Regions from separate parts of the Mus musculus genome. Here region 2 is linked to region 1. A link is a contact called in public Hi-C data. All regions are on one chromosome and are shown on one strand. The core of a region is the stretch at or near the end of the contact, and the rest is flanking DNA. Distances in the headings are between cores, read along the strand shown. Region 1 holds the start of Gucd1 (guanylyl cyclase domain containing 1). Region 2 holds the start of Bsg (basigin).

What was found. A called contact is a pair of places that touch in the nucleus more often than the background predicts.
Region 2: a Hi-C map of B cells shows a contact between it and region 1, with 5 read pairs. The contact joins the promoter of Bsg here to the promoter of Gucd1 in region 1. A contact is called at or near these places in 1 of 39 promoter capture datasets (erythroid cells) and 1 of 484 Hi-C or Micro-C datasets (B cells).

The regions. Positions count from the first base shown.
Region 1 is chr10:75,515,554-75,519,084 of GRCm38.p6, reverse strand. Gucd1 (guanylyl cyclase domain containing 1) reads left to right here and starts at 1,704. Exons shown (of 6, transcript NM_175133.2): 1 at 1,704-1,931. The coding sequence starts at 1,889. It overlaps Snrpd3 (small nuclear ribonucleoprotein D3), which reads right to left and starts at 1,043. Exons shown (of 4, transcript NM_026095.4): 1 at 960-1,043.
Region 2 is chr10:79,702,437-79,705,967 of GRCm38.p6, reverse strand. Bsg (basigin) reads right to left here and starts at 1,610. Exons shown (of 8, transcript NM_009768.2): 1 at 1,384-1,610. The coding sequence starts at 1,450. It overlaps Gm25794 (a small nuclear RNA gene), which reads left to right and starts at 2,378; the gene lies at 2,378-2,484.

The sequences.
Region 1 (3,531 bases), core at 455-2,954:
ATGACCCTTTATAGTCACTAAAAGGGCTATGATATAGACCCGGAGTGTAAACAAATCACTGTTTACATGGAGTTAAATAAAATGCAAATAAAAGCAAACTCAGTCTTTCAGTCACACCAGAAATATCCCAAGTAGTCAGCCACCACATTTGGATAAAGGCTACAGAACCTAATAGTACATATAGACCTGAGCCCCAAGGAAGCTAGGAAAAAGAGCTTGCGCTTTTCAATCCAGCGTTTTGAATCCCCACCAAAAAGCAGACCAAAACTGTCAAGGCTACGGTGCTATAAATAGGAAATGTTCATCAAGCAGAGAAATAGGGTAAACGCTCGACTTTAAGTCTCACTACAAGACAAAGACTATGCACAGGGCTTTTAAAATGCTGAGATTGGAAACGACTCAAAACCGGAGCACACCATTTATTTGCATGAGAAGACTGTAAGGATGCTAAACACAGTCTCTCTCTCTCGGTGAGGAACCACGGCTTTCAACTTTAGGAGTGTGGGTTTCCATGCTGAAAATGGTAGGGAAACACTGCAGGATGATAGCCAAAGGTTCAAAAAAAAAAGAGTAGCATCTACAAAGTGGATCGAACATATAGCACGGCAACTTGATTAAACTTCTGCAGCAGCGTGGAAAAGAGGGCCACTGCAGGAATGGGAGTGGAGGCAGGGATGAAAGGGACGTTGTAAATGATGATCCAAAAGGAAAGGAGGTAATTAGCAAGAAATGACTGCCCGTAAGCTTCGGAAATCGGTGACCTGAGAAGGCACCGAACGTGCAGACTAGGCGTAAATTAATAACTGTTCAAGGGTTCGGGAGATGAGCTTTGGATAGGCCCTGGCTTCCCGCCCTCCGCTAAGCAAGCCCCGCTGAGCTCCTCCGCAGCGGCCCTTCCAGCTCCTAAACCCCCTGGGGAAGCCCTGGCCTCCTCTCTCCCGTTAGCCGCCTCTCCTCACCAATTAACTGCAGGCTTTATTTTTTTTCCGGTTCTGGCACAAACGTTAGAAGGCGAAGGCGAGAGAACGACCGGCCCGACTCTCACGAATACCACGCGCTCCCAGAATGCCTTGCGCAGGCCCCTCCCTTTCCTTTAAGCCTACTTGCCCTTCACTCTCACTTAGCCGGCTGGGGAAACCAGGGCTCTAGCACAATAGTTCCGGCACCGGAGAGGGCCCGGGGGACCGCCGGAAACACCAATCCTGGAGCCCAACAAGGGAACATGGTAACCCTGAGTACTGTAGTGGCGGATTGGGCGGGATCTGGGCTTGAGCCCAGTGCTCTGGGGAGACAGGAAGTGAGGCTTGGACTAGAGATTTAAGCTTTGGATCCGGCCACCGGCAGGTAAGGGACGCACTGAGCCCTGGGAACTCTCATTATTCCTTGTCTGGGTAAGAAGACCTAAAAGGAGTCGGGAAAGTGTTCCCTGGAGTCTCGATAAGGCACTGCGGAGAACCAGAGCTTCCATCTGAGGCTGCAGAAGAACAGACCTAGCGGAGGGAGAGCGTGGGGAGCCCACGTCGCTAGGGGAAGGGCTTTGGGGGCGGGGCTCGGGGAGGGGCGGGGCTCGGGGAGGGGGAGGGGCCCCCGGAGCGTTTCAGGGAAGGACCTACGGGTAGCGGGTTCTGGAAGGAGAAGTGGGGGTGGAAGGGAAGAGGCGTGGCTTATGGAAGGGGCGGGTTTCCAGCGCCCAGACCTGGAAGGGATTAGGCGTGGCTTGAGGCGGCCTAGCCACCGCCTACCCGGCTCTGAACCGCGGTGGCGGCGGCGGCGGCGGAGGCGGAGGAGGAGGAACTCTGCGCTCACTGGCCGCGCTCGCTGCCCAGCAGAAGTCGCCGCTGCAATCAGCTCCAGGCCGGGGCCATGGGCGCCCTGCGCCATCCGGGTCATGAGGACGGAGGCAGAGGCAGCGGGGCAGCCGCTCGAGCCCGGTCAGTGCCTCTCTTCAGGGCCTTGCCTTCAACCGGGGGAACGGAGGGGGACTCCGCCCTAGAGCCGGGCAGGGTCTGGCCGCGCGCGACCTTGGGTCGTCTGCGGCCTCAGCCCAGCCTGGAGCTTCTAGTGGGTCCTAGCTAGGTGGATATTCCTTCTCATCTCCTGTCCTCCACTTAGGGTCGTTCCTGAGTCTCCTGGGGCTTGAAGCCCAGGGAGTGCTGAGAGCCGTCAAGTGGAAAAGTCCAAGGGGCAAAAAGGCACAACCTTGTCCAGAATCGAATAGCCCTGCTTGAAGCACGTTGGGTGATCCTATTCCCCGGGGAACTGTGGAAAGCCTGAGGCCGAGAAAGAGGGGGAAAGAATGGCTTGAGAGCTCTCAGCAAAGGGGCGGGAAAGAGGGGGAAAAGAATGGCCTGGGAGCACCCAGCAAAGGGAACATCTTTTTCTCAGCGCTTTTTGTCTTGGTACTGTTTTGGTTACTCGCTTACTGGTTCCCTCTGCCCTGAGGAAACCCGAGCCCCTTTGCTTACTCACGAAGTGGGGACAGCGGGAAGTTATGGTGGAGCTTAACACACAAGAGTTGATATTAATAAACTGTAAACAGTTGAGGTGCCATCTCAGGGGAGGGGTCAAAGGTTATGGGACCCAAACCCTTTAGTGTCAGTTGGCATCACGTTCAGGGAGTGGTTCCTTCTGGTTGTAACCTGGAGGAGCTGAGCTTGGACCTGTACTGGGATTACATATTTACTTCTCCAGTTAGCCACCGCTGTGAACTTTGACTAGATCATTGCCCCTATCTTAGCCTCAGCAGATAATGGCTCACTTGTGTAGGGTGACTAAGAGGTAGATGCAGTGTTAAGGTGTTTATAGATAGCATAGAATTAATCTTCATAAATCCCAGTGAAGTAGGTGACCGCTGCTTTCAGTACCTTTTGAGGTGAGCAGACAGGCTGAGAGGGTTAAAGAACCAGGAAGAGCTGTCTGTCTGCTTTCTCTTGTGGCAACCAGACAGCTGAAGCTAGGTCAGGGCTTTCTCCAAAGCAGACCCTAGGTTTCAGGTAGAGGACTGTCTTGGCTTAAGGCATCAATATCCAAAGCAGTTTTGGGCTCTGAATGCCAAAGCTGTTATCAGGACAAACACCAAGGCTGCTTCTACCCTTATCACCTCGCCCCAGAAAGCATCTTCCCTGTGCTAAGCAAGATCAGGATAGTTAAGCAGGGATGTTTGCCTTGTGAGGCCTCAGGATGTAGGGCTTCTAAGGTTCAGTGAAAGAGGAGAGACACCGGAGTCTCTTAGGACCCTGAGGAGCAACTGTCCTATACCACAGTTTAGAGGGCATAGTTCAACTAATTAGAAGCAGAGCTCAGGCCACAGAGTAAGGAGGCAGCCTCCAACAGAGGGTTGTGATCTGGAGGCCTAGAACTGATGGGCACTTGTAGTGACAAGCAGATATTTCAAAGGGTAGACAGAGCTTTCAAAAACCAAAATCAACCCAAAACCTTTTCAGCAGTGTAAGTGGGGAGGCTAAGGAAGCCCTGGCCCTACATGCCCATGGCAGAAACACGAGTGAACACAGAGGATTTGGATATTAGAGA
Region 2 (3,531 bases), core at 361-2,860, 4.2 Mb before region 1:
TATCCCCCACCAACTTCATCCTCTTCTTTCACATTCCCCAAGCAATGCTGTGCTCCTTCACTAAGTAGAAACAGCAATGCAGCAGCTTCCTCCACTGAGACCTTCCAATCCTTTCTCCATCCCCCTCACATCACCAAACATCAAGGACCTCCCCCAAATTCCTAGTCACCTCACTTCCACCCATATGCCCAAACTTGTGGACCTCTCCCCAGGCACTTCTGTACCCCAAACCCTCTGAATCATCTCCCTGCCTGGTCCCCCAAGTATGGACACCCTGAAATGGTAGCTCCTCCTACTCTAGTCCCCCTAGTGACCCCAAACCTTGGAGACAGCCTTTGTAGGAAAGTCTATTTCGCATCCTCCCCTTGCCCAGATGGTAACACTAAAGTAACAGACCTCTCTAACTCCATGCCCTCCTAAATTAGGGACTGTGACCCTCACTCTGTTCCCTGAGTGGGGACACCAAGACTGCAGTTCCTTCGACTCCCAGGTCTTCCAAATTTGGGATCTCCCCAAGGTGGCAGCTTCTTTAGTCCCCAGATCTCTCCAATCCTGGAGGAAGCCACCTGCAACACTGCTGTCCCTCACCCCAGGTCCCACAAACCTCTCTCAGATGTCCTGCCAGATGTCCCTCTGGCCCATGGTTACTTTCCAGCCCTGTCTCTCAGGTGTGGAACCCTCAACGTGCTGACTTCTTTTATCTTCACTCTCCCAGGCCCCAACACCAGGAGGAGGTAAATTACTAGGGTTCCGTTCCAGCCCTGGTACGCAGGTGGAGACACCAAGATGGTCCAGACAGCTCCCTGGCCACGGACGCCCTCACTCACGTTGGAGATGTTGCCCCAGAGCCTTACTGTCTTCCAGCGTCAGGGTCACCTCTTCCCACACCTTCCCTAACTCCCCAAAACCTAAGCCAATTATAGTCATTGTTGTATCCCCAAACCTTCAGGGTCACGTCCCAGCCCTATTCCGGGAGCTGGGACAGTTAGGGAAGCGGCTCCTTCCATCTCCAGCTGACCAAAATCTGGGGTCATCCCATTCACTTCTGTAATCCAAATCCATCCAAATTACCTTCCAGCCCATGTCCTGGTGGGGACCACCACAAGGTGGCGGCTCCTTCCACCTCCGGTTCCCACAACCTTAGGACGTCTCCCCCAGAGTCCTAACCTTTGATTTGTCTCTCCAGGGCCTCATCTCTAAGATCACTCCCCTCCACCTCGATGCCCAGTCGAGGCTAGGTTCAACTCGAGGGTCACCCACAGCCACTGTTACTCCTCCACAATCTCCAAGCCTCGAGCCCGAGTAGGGAACCACCGAGTCCCCGAAATCGGAGGCTCACCTTAAGTCCGTGACCCCAGCCCGGTCCCAGCACCCCGCTCTTACCCGCCGCGCAGGCGCCTTGGCCGCTCAAGAGCGTGAAGGCCAGCGCCAGCAGCAGCGCCGCCGCCATGTCGCCTCGTCCAGGAGCTGCCCCACTGCGGCTCTATAAGAAGGGCGGGGCGCGCGCACGCAGGCACGCACGTACGCACGCACGCGGCGTCGCAGGGCGGGGCGCCAGGCACACAGGGAGTAGGCACGTACCCAGCGTCCGCCGCTCCCGCTCGCGCTACAGGAGCGGAGCGGGTGGAGAAGCGTTGGCACGTGACCACACAGGCCACACCCTCGAGGGGGTGGGGCCTGGAGCCTGGACTGCCCTTGAGCTCGCGCGCGCGCGCTCTCGCCTCGCTCGTGCTCTCCCTCTCTCCCCCCCTCCCTTACCCCCAATCTTTCCCCTCCCCTCTCCTTTCTCCCCTATCCCCGCTCTTCTCTACCCCCTCTCTCTCCTCTGTCTCTTTTTGAGACAGGGTTTCTCTGTGTAGCCCTGGCTGTCTTGAAACTTACTCTGTAGACCAAGCTGACCTCGAACTCAAACATCCACCTGCCTCTGCCTTTGGATGGAGTGCTGGGGTAAATGCCTGACCCACGATGCTCGGCTGTCCTTTTCAAAAACAAACAAACAAACAAACAAACAAACAAACAAACAAACCAAAACAAAAAAACCCTTACATTTCAGCCTGTTGGTGGTGGCACATGCCTTTTATATCCCAGCACTCGGGAGACACAAAGCAGGTGGACAGCCTAATCTATAGAGTGTGTACCACCAGGACAGCCAGAGCTGCAAGAGAAACCCTGTATCAAAAAACCAAAACCGAATAAAACCAAACCAATCAAAAACAAATTATATTTGAAGGTCGTGCACTGTGGCGCAGGCTTCTAACCCCAACATCGGGAGGCAGAGGCGAGGCAGGCATCTGAGTTTTGAGGACAGCTTGGGCTCTAGCTACGTAGCCAGTTCTAGACTAAGTTGTAAGGTCCTATCTCAAAAATGTATTTATTTGTGCTCGCTTCGGCAGCACATATACTAAAATTGGAACGATACAGAGAAGATTAGCATGGCCCCTGCGCAAGGATGACACGAAAATTCGTGAAGCCTTTAATATTAAAAAAAAAAAAAAAAAAAAAAAGGGGCTGGTGAGATGGCTCAGTGGGTAAGAGCACCCAACTGCTCTTCCAAAGGTCTGGAGTTCAAATCCCAGCAACCACATGGTGGCTCACAACCATCCGTAACGAGATCTGATGCCCTCTTCTGGTGTGTCTGAAGACAGCTACAGTGTACTTACATATAATAAATAAATAAATCTTTAAAAAAAAAAAGTATTTATTTGGGTGCTAGAGAGATGACTCAGTGACTAAGAGCACCGACTGCTCTTCCAGAGGTCCTGAGTTCAGTTCCCAGCAACCACATGGTGGCTCACAGCCATCTGTAATGGGATCTGACGCCCATTACAGATGAGGTTCTGGTGTGTCTGAAGAGAGCAACAGTGTACTCACATAAATAAAATAATTTGTGTGTGTGTGTGTGTGTGTGAGTGTGTGTGTGTGTGTGTGTGTGTGTGTGTGTGTGTGTGTGTTTTCCAGACAGAGTTTCTCTGTGTAGCCCTGGCTGTCCTAGAACTCACTCTGTAGACCAGGCTGGCCTCCAACTCAGAAATCTGCTTGCCTCTGCCTCTCAAGTGCTGAGTTTAAAGGTGTGCACCACCCTGCCTGGAATAACTTTTTTTTAAGTATTTATTTATTTATTTATGTGTAAGTATGTCTCTGTGTTTTTAAGTATTTACTTATTTATTTATTCATTTATTTATGTGTAAGTATGGCTGTGTGTGTGTGTACCACATGAATGCAAGTGCTACAGAGGATAGAGCAGGCAGGCACCTGTTTCCCTGGAGTTGGCATTATGGGCCTGATATGGTACTGAGAACTGAAGTGTGGTCCTCTGGAAATGCAGCAAGCACCCTAAAAATCGAGCCATCTCCCCTTCCATAGCGTATCTTATTTATTTATTAATTAAAAAAAATTTTTTTGCCTTTTTTTTTTTTTGGTTTTTCGAGACAGGGTTTCTCTGCGTAGCCCCTGGCTGTCCTGGAACTCACTCTGTAGACCAGGCTGGCCTCGAACTCAGAAATTTGCCTGCCTCTGCCTCCCAAGTGTTGG